Regions from separate parts of the Sus scrofa genome. Here region 1 is linked to region 2. The links are chromatin contacts, called in public Hi-C maps. All regions are on one chromosome and are shown on one strand. The core of a region is the stretch at or near the end of the contact, and the rest is flanking DNA. Distances in the headings are between cores, read along the strand shown. Region 1 has its middle 190 kb from the start of IRF2BP2. Region 2 has its middle 45 kb from the start of TOMM20.

Region 1 (6,661 bases), core at 2,868-5,367, 200 kb after region 2:
TTGTCTGGTGAAAACCCAGATTCTAAATACTGTTTACTCCGGAATAATTTGTAATTCCTTTCCCAGCTCGAATAACTATAAACTCCTACAAAGTGCTTCATAAACACTCATTAGAGTGTTACAAAAGGGCTTTGAGCTCCTCGTGATTATCTCCATTTGGCAGTGGAGTAAACTGAGTCACGAAAGTTGAAAGATTGGCTCTGGGCTGTGCCGGGAGCCAAGGCAGGGCTGGGCGGGAACTCAGACTTCCTGGCTCCTCGTTGGGTGAGCGGTTCCTCGGCTTGTATTGGCTCCTAATCACTGGGGTCCCGAAGTGCCTCTGGCTGCCCCCTGTTGGCAACTCTTCACCCAAGCCCATTTCCTGGGATGGGCTGAGGTGTCCGAGGTTCCTGGGACACCGAGGTCCAAGGGCAAAGGCTTCATTTTGGACAGGCCATCAAACCATGTACCCAACAGCACCCATGTCCCTGCCTCCCCAGCAGTCTGGCTTTGCCTCCGCTCCAGTCCAGCTTAGACGGGGCCCACAGATGGAGAGGGAGACAGAGCAGTAAGGTGTTGGTTTTCCGTTTTTCTGTGTGTTGATCAGCTAAAAAGAGCCAGGATTAGCTGAGTGTGGTAAATATTTACTGGGTTTTGGCTGCCTCGCTTTGGAATCTACTTCTTACCTTTGAGCTCCACCACCAGCCAGCAAATACTGGCTGCTTGCTCTCCCAGACGTCTGGCAGCAGATCTGGGTGTAGGACCCCATCCTAGCCAGTGAGAAGCATGGGCCCAGGCTCTCCGTGAGGTCTGGGGAGAAACACAGGGACTACGCAGACTTGACCGAAGATGGCTGGGGGGTCCCAGGCTCTGGCATTTGTCAGCAGGGGCGCTGGTGCCAACGGGATGGTCAGGGTCCTGAGGAGGCACCGTTGTGACCAGATTGCTGTTGAGTGTGAAGCCTTCACGGTGAAGGACGATGGAGCACATTGTCCTCTGACAGCCCCAAACCCCCCACACCACCATCAGTTGGCACAGTGCCATCACATCCCATGGTGACCAGGCTTCCCATCATCACCAAGACCAGCATTGTCACGTACATCACTGTCGCCGGTATCATAACCATCACCACCTCAGCATCAATGTGTACACACTGCCCTTCTCCCTCTAAGCTCTTCTCAACAGGTGGTTTCCCATCCAAGGTCCTCGTCCAGCTCAGATGCAAAGCAGAGGAGACTCAAGCCCTGTGTCCTTGTCCTTCACACTATTTGCAGATAGTGGTGCTCTCCAGGGCATCTGGAAATCTAGGAAAACAATGCTTTTCCCTGTGCTGGTGCCAGTGGGCAGAATACCTCTTGGAGACTTGGAAGAAGAAAATATGATAAAAGCTAGTACTTGCTGAGTGTTTATTATGTAAAATCTTATTTCATCTTCCTGATGCCCTTAGGAGGAAGGTGTTATTATTATCCTTAATTTAAATATGAGGCAGTGGAGGCACAGAGAGGTGAAGTCACTCTCCCAGGGTCAATCAGCTCAGGTGATGAAGAAGATCCTTGAACCCACTGTGCCAGGCTGGGGATCAAACATCCACAGTGACCTGAGCCTTTACAGTGGGATGCTTTTTTATTTTTTATTTTTTTATCCTTTTCTTAGAGCCACACCTGAGGCATAGGGAGGTACCCAGGCTAGGGATCAAATTGGAGCTGCAGCTGCTGGCCTCCACCACAGCTCAAAGCAATGCCGGATCCTTAACCCACTGAGCAAGGCCAGGGATCGAACCTTCATCCTCATGGATGTTAGTCGGATTCATTTCTGCTGAGCCATGATGGGAACTCCCCTGCAGTAGGATTCTTAACCCACCAAGCCACAGTGGGAACGCCACACACCTGGAGATTTTAATTCAGTAAATCTTGGGAGGGTGAGCATGGGAGCTTGGAGACTGAATTGCAAACAAACATCCCACGTGATTCTGAAGGCATCTGTCCATGAACAGGTATTTGGGAGCCACTGGCTGGCACTATTCCCCCCGCCCCCCGCCGCCACCATTGCGCTTGGCAAAGGAGGCCTTCTGATCACTGCACTCTTTCCTGACTTGGTTCCAAGAGACTTCTCAGCTCAGGTAGTGACCATCGATCATTTCAAGGTGGCTTCAAGACAAACCCAATTTGTCACCTTCAGCCTAGAGTATGTGGAAAGGCAATTGAAGAAGTTGAGTTTTATCACAGGCCACTAACTCAATGAAGAAAGAAAGTAACGGGGTGTTTCTATGCCCCAGGTTCCTTTCTGCCATGCCAGGGGGTGATGGTTACAGAATTTTTCATTTTTAGCCTGGAGAGGGTGGATTCTTATCATCAAATTGCTCTATTAGTTAAAGAAATGCTAGCTATTTTAACATTTTGTGACATTTTAGAACATATTATAGCTGTCACTGAAACTGTTCCGAGTTCAATTTTTTCTTTTATCTTTTTTTTTTAGGCCATCCACATGGCCTGCTTCTGCCCCATCAATTGGAATAGCTTGCACATGTTGGGTCTAAACACCAAATCAGTCTGATCAGCAATGGGGCACGAGGCAGGGGTTCTGTTCTGTTTCAGTCCTTTAGAATCTGGGCTGGTAGAGCCCCAGCCATCCTCAACAGGGAGCTTCCAAGATCAATTACCCGGGTGTTCACATCCAGGGGATGGACAGTAAAAGACAAAACAGGGGAGAAACGCCCATTGGTCAGAACTCATTTTGGCCAGAATACATTCCATTGGCCGGAACCCAGTCGTATGACTTTACTTCACCACAAGGGATGCTGGGAAATCGAGGCCAGCTTGCCCAGGAGGAAGGGAAGATGGGCTTAATGAGCAGGTTGTCAGAATCCCCTTGTGACCAGGAGGGGCTGAGGGTGCCCCCAGGAGGGAGCCACTGAGCACCACGGCATCCAGCATTGCGGGGGAGATGGTGTGCTTGGGCCAGTGGTATCTCATCTTGAAACTCCTGCATTGTTCCCATGTTGGACAATTCAAATACATTTGACAGGGCAGTTTTCAACTTAAAATAGTAAAATAACAAGAACGAGTACTTTAGAATTTTCTCCATCGTCTTAACAGTCTCTTGTAATTTTTTGGAGTTCTTTCTATTTATGATTTCCGAACTGCTGGTCTGGCTCACCCGAAATGGTTTTGTTCATGAGTTGTTTGTCTCCCAAACTGCTCCCTGCGCCCCTAAGGGAAACCTGTGCGAATTTGTCCTTGACTTTATTCGTATTTGGAAATGAAGACTGGAAGGGGATGAATTAAAATTCCCCACCTCTGAGCAAATAGGGTGGCTTGGGTCCTTTTCCTCAGAAATAAGAGTCCCTGGTCACTAAAGCACAGACTCTGGGAACCGACAGCAAGGCGCCCTCCAGCGGGGGGGTGGGAGGGGTCCTTCCAAATGCATTCACCTCCTTATACCTCATTGTCCCAGTTTACACAGGAGGATAAAAACACCCACCTCCCAGGACTGTGGCGAGAAGTAGGGGTGGTGGTGCCTGATGCACAGGAAGCACGAGAACTGGTCTGTGCCATTGCTATTGTCAACTCGCTGGATCTCAGCTGTGCTCGGGCCACCTGGGTAGAATTTACACCAGTGGCTCTGAATCTGTGCATTTACACTCGGAACAAAGGTGTGGCTGGGTTGGGGGTTGGGGTGGGGGGCACCCACAGGCCCACTGCAGAGGCATCTCCCTTGAAACAAACCCGGCTGGTTCCAGCCCTTGCCAAGCTGTGACTCAGTTTCCCCATCTTAAGGGGGGACAACGGAGACAGTTCTGAACTTGTTGGTAAAAACACGTTGAGAACCTTGAAATAAAGATGGCATTTAGTACGAGTTCAAAGCGTCATGTACTGATTTTATTGCCCCTTTTATAACTGAGATTTGTCTGTTTACTTGGCTGACAAACCCAAGCCAGAGCCATAAAATCACTTTTATGCGAGCGCCTTTCACACACACGGTGTACCAACTGCACGCTTCAGGTAATGCGGAAGGGCCATTACTCCACACGGTCCCGGAGACCACCGGTGGTTGGGCTCCCTTTCCTCCTGCCCCAGGGAGTGGATTAACTCAGCACATGTTGGATCCATTCGTTAGGATGGCCCAGCGCCAGATCAATCGTGTTTCTCAACCCATTGCTCTTTCTGGTGAGGTCAGAGTCTATCTGTCACCACCCTTGGTTCTAGAGTCCCGTGACCCGAAACCACAGGATTAGAGGATCTTCACGTTGGAAAAGACCCTAGAAGTTGGTGTTAACCTCCCCCGCCCCACTGGGTAGGGGCCTTTCCGAAGCCTCCCAGGCAGGTTGTAGCACCATCTTTGCTGGCAAACATGGAACCCACTCTCTCGGTTTGGGGAGACATCCCATTCTATCGTTGGATGGATCCGGTTGTAAAATGCTCTTCTTCACGGCAAACAGACACGTGGGCTGTGCTCAGGTGGGTCCCAGGATGCGTTGCTTTCCCATCTGGCCATGGAAATTACGGGAAGGCTGAGAAAGCCCTGGTGGCCCAAGGTCTTTGAAGCCCCTGGGCAGGAATGAAAGAAGCACAGAACGCAAGGGGCATCTCCCATCAGGTTTTGCCTGGACTCAGCTTTACAAACCATAGCAAGTGGCAGCCCTGTTATATGAGTCGACACTTAGGCTTAATTGACAGGGATCCAATCTGCACCTACTGCTCTTAGTCTAGATCGGGAAGTGCAAGCCCCCACATTCTGCAAGCACAGGGGAAGACTCTTCAGCATCTGTCTACCTCAGCAGGGCTTTGAAAGTGAATGGTCTTGTTCTCAAAGCCACTGAGTAAATCATTTATTCGGTTGCCATTCAACAAAACTCCATTGTGTAAACGGCCCTGCAGGAGAAGGGAATTCAGATCCTTATGTTTGAGAAACTTACAAACTGCTTAAGGAGAGAGGAAATTTTACCTGGACAAGATTGTTATACCCTTGACTCATCTCATTGAAGTCTCATCTCAGGGTTTTGGAGAAAAACAGCGTTGGTTCTCTATTCTTCCTCTCTCCTTTGGTCTTTGGGTATCTCACACACACACACACACACACACACACACACACACACACACACACACACACACACCACAGAGTAGAAACCAACTTCCTTTTGCTTGGTAGCCCCCTCACCCCAGGGACATAGAAGGTGAGGGGAGATGGGAGCAGGTGTTGGGTTGCAAGATAGGCAACCTGATTCAGCTGGAGGTCCAGCCTGAGAGAGCTGGTTTGGGGTCAGACAGTGGTAACCAAACCCTGGACTTGGTGGTCAGATGCTTTTAGGGAACCTGGGATAATTGCTCTGGAAAGCGCTGTGGAATACATGAATAAGTGAAGACATAAAAGCATCTGGAAGCCTCCCCATGTCTATACACGGTCCCAAGGCTGAGTCATAACCCATTCTCACCTTTCCATGCAGAATGCTTCCGTCTACGTGGTTCAGGAAAGGGGATTTTTCTTTTCTTTTTTTTCTTTTTAGGGCTGCACCTGCAGCATATGGAAGTTTCTAGTCTAGGAGTCGATTCGGAGCTGCAGCTGCTGGCCTATGCTATAGCCGTAGCAACGCCAGATCCAAGCCACATCTGCAACCTACACCACAGCTCATGGCAACGTCAGATCCTTAACCCACTGAACAAAGCCAGGGATTGAACCCATATCCTCATGGCTACGTCGGATTTGTTTCTGCTGAACCACAATGGGAACTCCAGGGAAGGTGATTTTTAAAACCAAAATATTCTAGAGACAGCTCTTGCCATCTCTCAGACCTGGTCCTCAGACCCTTTTCTTGAAAGAGGTTTTAGAGAGCAGAATATTCGAGACCCGAGGTCTTGAGGGATTCTTTCTCTTTTACTCTCTCAACAAAGACAGGCAGAGGAATTTATTATTATCCATTTAAGTTGATTGGTGTCCAGGAAAATCTGGCGAGTGCAGAGATGCTTAGCTAGTTCCTTTTCGTGTGAGCCCAAAGCACTTGGGGAAAATTTTTCTATTCATAGTGTCCAAGTGAGGCAAGCAGACGTCAAGAGTTATCATTCCATTTAACAGATGGAAAATTGGAGGGGTTCAGAACAAGTTGAGAACACGGCTCAGGAGAGAAGCCATCTCTCTCTGCCCGTATAAGTCAGCGAGTTACCATACAAATGGCCACAGTCACATGCTCTTGGGACATGCCTTTCTGAGGTCAGCTTTCCCTGGTCAGTGTCCCTCCTCAAGCCAGATGGAGGGGGTGGATCCTGTTGGGCTTCAAGTTCCCTTTAGGGAGATAGAACTCCAAGCGTCTGGCCAAGACAGGAATTGCCAGACCCTTATCATCACCCCTCCTGTCTCATTGTAGTGCTCCCTCCCCCACCTTGAGCAACCAGGTCTACTCCTTCTTGCCCCTACTAGGAAAGGTATATGGCCCACTCCTCGCCCCACCCCTATAGGACCTTACATGCTCCCAACCAACCAGCAAGCGTATCCTAAGACTCCCCTCTTTCCCCAACCAATCAGCAGGTCAGCAGATATATCCTGAGACATCTCCTCTCCCTGGGCTATTAAAACAGACATGACCACACGTTCAAGGATTGGTTCTCCCCGATCATCAGCAAGTCAGCCTGCTTTGCTTGCAGCATCTCTTATCTCAATAAACTCTACTTTCTCTCCCCTCGCCATGCTC
Region 2 (6,867 bases), core at 2,841-5,340:
CAGGAAATACTGTCTTAACTGATATTCTCTAGGATGAGGATGTGTGCTGCCCTCTTGGCAGAGCCATTTGAAGGTTTATTCAACCACTCAAACGCCCAGGAGACACAGTTCCCAACCTCCCAGAGGCCCACACAACACACACACACACACACACACACACACACACACACCACACACGCACGGGGTTGGCCAACCCTGACTTTGAATGGGGACTGGGCCAGCTCGCCCAGCCCGCCTGCAGGCAGGAGGTCACTCTGCTGACTCAGGCCCAGGCTGGGGCAGGTGCCTGCCTTCAACCCTTGAGTTACATCAGGCTTTTCATCTTCAAAGGGCCTTCCCCGGATTAACCCATTAGTCACCCCCAGGAAAGCCACGGAGCAGGTTATTCTCATCCTCATTAAGGCCGTGGTGGGGTGGGGGGAGGCGTGAGGCCCCGCCCCAGGCCAGGGAGAGCTTGGCGTTGGGTGCAGGGGGGCAGCGTCCCTGGGCGACGTCTCTGCTCGGTCAGGAGGCTGGAGCTCCTGACCAGGCAGCAGCAGGCAGAGCCATGGAGGGGCGAGGGGAGGAGGTTGGAGAGTCTCGGAGATGCAGGCACTTTGACACAGGCTCACCCACTGCGGCTCCACCATCTGCTCCAAGCAGTTCAGAACCCGATGATGTTGATGGGACTCCAACAACCCTACCTTCCAAGCCATCCAGGGATTCGAGAAAGGCGCCTTGGAACACTTCCTGCGTCTGCAGGAGGAGTTCCAATGAATAAAAATGATAAAGTACTGGTCACTAAAGCACCTTGCAGATCAAAAGTGTGATGTGGATGCTGAGAAGGGCGAGGCCCCACATCCCTCCAGGTCATGCTGTGCCGTGGGTTTGTCTTCCTGCTGGGGGAACGATGCAGAAGGTTAGAGAGTTTTAGGAGGTAAGTCTGTGCCCTGGTGACAGAATGAGGAGCAGAAGCACCTTCTGGAAGCCAGACAGCAGAGCAATCCTCTCAGTCAACCTTGTCTGCAGCTGCTTCTTATAAATTTGGCATAAATATGTGCTTGGGAACGCCAGGGCGGCGTATCTGGAAAATATTTTCTACCATTCGAAAACACACACACACACACACACACACACACACACACACACACACGCCTGGAAAGGAAAAAAAACCATAACAGAAATTGTGCATAATACAGAGTGGCTTCACTTGTGGTTTTTTTCCATTACTTCCTCAGTTCATTTTTCTGCTGCCAATTTTAGAAGGCCATAAGTCACAGTTGTTGTTAAACTTTGTCAGTTAAAATGTAACTCTAAGAACAAGTCATGAGACGTTGGAGCCAAGTGGCTTTTTGGAGAGCAGGGCTGGTGGGAGGCAGCCTGTCTCCGCTTCTCAGGTCTTCTGTGCTGTGTGTTAACAGTCGTGCCCATAAGGCAGTCCTGGCCCCCTCGGGCCCAAGTTCTGTCACCGCTCCCAAGGGCCACCTATCAGAGGAAATGAGGCTTTTCAGCGTTGGCTCTGTGTGACTCAGGGACACAATGCCCCCACACCAGTGCACCGCTTTTCTTTCTCTTAGAAGGGACTGGAGTCACTTTTCTCATACACGTCCACCCAGCAGAACCAGAAATCAGGAGGCAGGGAGTTCCTGTTGTGGCTCAGTGGTAATGAACCCGACTAGGATCCATGAGAATGTGGGTTTGATCCCTGGCCTCGCTCAGTGGGTTAAGGATCCGGCATTGCCCTGAACTGCGGTGTAGGTTGCAGACGTGGCTCAGATCCCATGTTGCTGTGGCTGTGGTGTAGGCTGGTGGCTACAGCTCCGATTCGACCCCTAGCCTGGGAACCTCCATATGCCATGGGTGCAGTTCTAAAGAGAAAAAAAAAAGAAAGAAGAAATAAGGAGGCAAAGAGAAGGGCCTGGTTGGCTGAGGCCAGGACTGCCCAGTGCCCTCACATCTCCTTGGAGGAGCTGCAGAGTCTGGGGTGGGTACCTCTGTGCCATAGGCAGCTGGACTGTGCCGGGCTGGGAGCCTTCGAGGGCAGGACCCTGAGCTTCCCCAGCAGTGCTGGCAGTGAAGGCAAGGCCAGGGAGGCAATAGCGCTTACAGAGACTTGTGCGTAAAAGTGGAATAAAAGACAAAACCCCAGATGAGCCTTCAGTGAGGTGAGGCAGCGGGAAGGGCTCCAGCTTCACACGGTCCCCATCTTTTGTGTCTCCTTCTGCCCCTCTTGCTTTTCCTCAGTCCCTCTGTCACAGAAGCCACCTTGTGGTCTCAGAGCAGGGGAAGCCAGGACGTGTGTGTGTGTGTGCGGTGGGGGGGGGGCTTTCTCAGCAGCCTGGCCACTAAACCTTGAGCCTGAGGCCCCTAAACCCCTCGTGAGGACACCAGGATCGGGACCATTGCTCTGAAAAACCAGATCACTGATTTAAGCCTGGAGCCCAGCAGGGACGTTATGGGTTGGACCGCCGGGTCTGATGCCAGGCTGCCTTCGGGATAAAGCACAGTTCTCCTTGTGTCCATCTATCACAAGCGAACAAGAGTGCCGGCCCCCATCTGCTCCCCAGGGGCCCACGCCCTGCCCGGGTGGCACAGAACCTTGGAGCAAGGGCGGAGCCGGGATGCTGGGGTGGCTGCGCATCTCTTGCGCCTTCTTTCCTCCTTTAGGGTTGGAGTTTTGGGTTCACCCATTCATTCCTTCACTCCTCTGGCAAATACACAGGCCAGAGCGACCGTGTTCACAGCTCTGTGCTGGCCCTGCAGACACTGGTGAAGTCAGTCCCTGTCCTCATGGAGTTTCCATCCAAGTGGGGCAGATGGACAGACGGACTTGGGCCTTTTGCACAGGATGCCGACTACAGCCCTGAAGAGACACCCAGGGGAAGATGCTTAGTCTGGGGCAGAGGGTGGGAGGCCCTTGGACTTGCTGTTACCCTTCCAGAACCTTCCCCGTGGGACGGGCACAGCGCCTCTGCTGCGTGGGGTTGCCAGGAGACGCAGGTGGAATAATCCTTGTGAAAAGCACTTGGATAAGTATTGGCTGTTCCCATAACTCTCTCCTGGGTCCCTAATTATCAGTCACCAGATCAATTTTCTGCCTTCTTCTTTGGATGAACTGATTTAATCGTTCAACTTTGCAAACCACCGGCCTGCAAGACAATTCTGGGGACCTGCTCTCAGCTCTTTCAACACCGCCTCGTTGCTGAATCCGGTTTCCCCACCGATGGCCTATAAAGAGCCTGGGTGGGGGCCAAGCTCCCTCTGCTCTGCGCCCCACGTGTCCTGTGGCCCTGAGCACGCTCCCTCCCGCCCAGCCCCAGCCTCTCAATGCTCTGTCTACGGAGAAATAGTTAAGACTCAGGAAATGAACTCACATTTTTTCCCCTTCCCCTCCTTTTCCAAAACACTGCAGCCTTCCTGGAAGAAAGCAAACAAAACAAGTGTGACTATTTGAAAAATTATTGGAAAACCCATTCTGAACATTGTGGCTTTGAACAGCTCTCTTGGGCGGATGTGTCGCCTTGAGTTTCCTTCTCTCCCCAGCTCATGGTGTGAATGTGGGGAGGGCGGGGTGGGGGGGGCAGTCCGTCTCCTTGAAAGAGGAGCTGGCGACGCCCTGTGAACTGTCCCCCTAAACACCCGTGTGCACCTCACATGTGCGGACGCCAAGCTGAGGGCACACGCGTGTGAGACCCATGTCCACCATGGTCTGCCCGCTCCCAAAGTGTGCACGGCTTCTGCCGGGCACAGAGATCACTGTTTTGGGTTTCTAGGTGTTGCTGGTGGTGGTATAAATAACATCGTGGGCTGTATGGAGATTGAAGGCGGAGCCCGTGCATTCCGGCCATCTGGGCAGGATGCTTTTCCTTGGATGAGAGAAAAACCTGTGCTGTGTTTCAGCTGGAACGCTGCCTCCCAATTAAGGTGACAGCAGATGCTGAAAGGCTCTGTCTTTGCAGGAAGAAGAGGCTTCGTTCTCCAGGCTGGCTGGGGAGAGGTGGCGGGGTAGGGGGTGGGGTGGGGGGAGAAAGCCTTTCAGCTGCTCAGGTGTGGACAGGAAGGCGCTCGGGTCCAGAGAGCCACCTGGAGGTGGTCACCGGTGTGGCGGGCTCAGCTCAGGTCTTCCATCTCGGGCAGTGACAGCCGTGCGGTACAGACACCCTCGGGAGACGTCCTCTGCTTTCATAACAGCAAAGGATTTTTTTTCTGACTCATCTTCAGAAGATTCCCCTCCCCCCCCACCGCCGTTTGAAAATAAATATAATTAGTAACAGGCAGACATACTGTATATAGCCAGCCCTTCCTATCCGGGAGAGTTATAATTAAATGTACATGCTGTCTGCTGTTCACTGTCTGCTAAATGCCACCCGCTTTAGGGAAGCAGCCCTGGGCGGATGCAGGGAGTGAGACCTCATGGGGCCAAGTCCAGCGTCCAGTCGGAGGTGAAGGCGAGACTGCTGGCTGGTGGCAGGTGCAGTGTCCCCTTTGCACTGCCCGCCCCGCAGCCTTTCCTCATCATCGACCTCAAGCTGCTCTGGGAAATGCCTGGCCAGTGCTGGGGGCTGGACCCCTCCCCGGGGCAGAGACATGGTTGCCAAGTACGGTTGTCATGGCAACGAGGTGGCTGCTGCTCCTGCTGCCGATGAAGGCCACCTGAGCACCTGCAGGTGGAGATCTGTCCTCCCTAGGCCAGGGGCCAAGACTGCGTTCCTTTGTTCTCAGCTCCCCGCCGGCGAGGCTGGCACCAAGGCCTAGGCCCCGCCCCGCGTGGTATGAGCTCAGGCAGGTTGTCCCCAGGTAACCCTTAGCTGGCCCTCCTGACTAAAGGGCAGGCCGGGCGTGCGTGGTGGCCACCATCCAGGCCCAAGTAGAGCTCATCTTCTGCTGAAATCAGTGGGTCTGGCGGCCCCAGGAATGCACACACACACCTCGTGGCCATATTCTGGGACCACAGTGCAGCCAGCAGGCTTGGTGACACAGGCCTGGTGACACCGGAGAGGCTCCCACCTCCCGCCTCCCAGCCCTCGGGCAGGCAAGGCGGGGACCGGATGGCAAGTTGGCGGGGCCCTCGCTGGCCTGGATCAAGTACAGCAGGCGTCATCTGAGCCACAGGCACCTTTACCCACGTTTCTCAAAGTGTTTTCCAAGCAAACAGTTGTTTCATAACACCCGTGAGAAGTAGGTGGGGTGACAAAGCATTCTTTGTCCCTGTCTTAGAGATGGGGAAATGGTGAAGCCTGCCGGGCCAGGTGGTGAGGCCAAGAAAGGCATAAGGCTGCCCTCCCACTGGGGGATAGGAGCACAGGGGTCTGGGTCTTCCCGGGGCCTCCGCCAGGCTCTTGGGCTGGAGCCATGGGCTCAGCCCTCACCGACTCCTGGGGGAGGGAGCAGTCCCCAGAGAAGGAGGCTCAGCGATTCTCCTCTGCAGCCACACCAGGAACTTGGTCATTACTCTGTGGTCTGAGGTGTTGACACTGGCCGTTGGTGACCCCAGAAAGTGTCAGTGCACTGTACTGAACTTAGTCTGCTGGAAGTTTCTGGACTCGGGGACGTGGTCAATAAATATATTTTGAACAGCCTGTGCTGGCCCAGGAATGACTCCAGGAGCCAGGGAATTGGTGGTGAAGGAGGCAAACGTGACCCATGGTTTGTGGGGCTCGTAGGAGGTGATCATCCATACATCAAATGAAGAGGAAAATAAACATGCACCATATGGAGTTCTGTTGTGGCTCAGTGGATTAAGAACCCAACTAATATCCATGAAGATGTGGGTTCAATCCCTGGCCTTGCTCAGTGGATTAAGGATCCAGTGTAGTGTAGGTCACAGATGCGGCTTGGATCTGGTGTGGCTATGGCATAGCCTGGCAACTGCAGCTCTGATTAGACCCTTAGCCTGGGAATGTCCATATGCCGCAGGTGCACCCCCCCCAAAAAAAAAAAGCACCATGTAACAGAGGCTGGCTATAGGGGAGGGCAGGGGCAGGACATAGAACAGGAGTCTAATGATCAAACCCCAAATGATGTGGAGGAACCAGACTTGGGCCTTTCAGAGTGGGTAGCAGCTATGCAGAGGCCCCCCAAGGGGAATGAGGGTGGCCTGTTGAATGGTTAGGCAAAGGATCCTGGGAGAGACAGCATTGAGGGCAAGCAGGCGCCTGCCCTCAGTGGCCTGGCCCTGGTCATTGGCCATAGGGCCAGGCAAGGAGGCCTGTAAGTGATCCGGGGTTTCTGGGAGAGGCGGTGGGCTGGATGCAGCGCCTATAGGAGGGAGGGGTTAAGGATGACTTCGGGTGTCAGCTTGAACTGGGGATGGAGCTGTGGATCAAGATGGGGAGGGCTTAAGAAGAGCACAGTGTTGGACATGTATTCGTGAGATGCTGCCTGGCTGGCTGCAAGTGGGGCTTGGGTATTGGCGTTTCTTAGATTCTCCCCCTGAGATCATGGAGAGAGGATGGAGGGATCCACTGCAATTGGTTTTGAATTCACTGGAGCCTTCCACTGCTCATACCACATACATACCTACAATTTTTTTTTTTTTTTTTTTTTTTGTCTTTTTGCCATTTCTTGGGCCGATCCCATGGCATATGGAGGTTCCCAGGCTAGGGGTCTAATCGGAGCTGTAGCCGCTGGCCTCTGCCAGAGCCACAGCAACACGGGATCTGAGCCGTGTCTGCAACATACACTACAGCTCACAGAAACACTGGATCCTTAACCCACTGATCTAGGCCAGGGGCTGAACCCGCAACCTCATGGTTCCTAGTTGGATTCGTTAACCACTGTGCCACAATGGGAACGCCATGTCCCATATTTTTCAAGGAGGGTCAGACTCTTGCATCCTGAGCTGGGGGAGGTCTCTGTTACCATCGATTTACATGCAGAAGGAGATCA

The links. A called contact is a pair of places that touch in the nucleus more often than the background predicts.
Region 1: a Hi-C map of liver shows a contact between it and region 2, with 2.6 times the contacts expected there. The contact joins two enhancer-like sites. A contact is called at or near these places in 1 of 5 promoter capture datasets (liver), 18 of 47 Hi-C or Micro-C datasets (alveolar macrophages, embryonic fibroblasts, epiblast stem cells and 9 more) and 2 of 2 datasets of contacts at active chromatin or transcription factors (alveolar macrophages and skeletal muscle).

The regions. Positions count from the first base shown.
Region 1 is chr14:56,356,199-56,362,859 of Sscrofa11.1, forward strand. No RefSeq gene overlaps it. Among named protein-coding and RNA genes, the nearest start is that of IRF2BP2, 190 kb to the right of the region's middle. Within about 2 kb of position 4,118, at least 11 of the 83 cell types and tissues checked have an H3K27ac peak or open chromatin away from gene starts, as enhancers often do. A contact at or near this core is called in liver, where this site is marked.
Region 2 is chr14:56,154,996-56,161,862 of Sscrofa11.1, forward strand. No RefSeq gene overlaps it. Among named protein-coding and RNA genes, the nearest start is that of TOMM20, 45 kb to the left of the region's middle. Within about 2 kb of position 4,091, at least 40 of the 83 cell types and tissues checked have an H3K27ac peak or open chromatin away from gene starts, as enhancers often do. A contact at or near this core is called in liver, where this site is marked.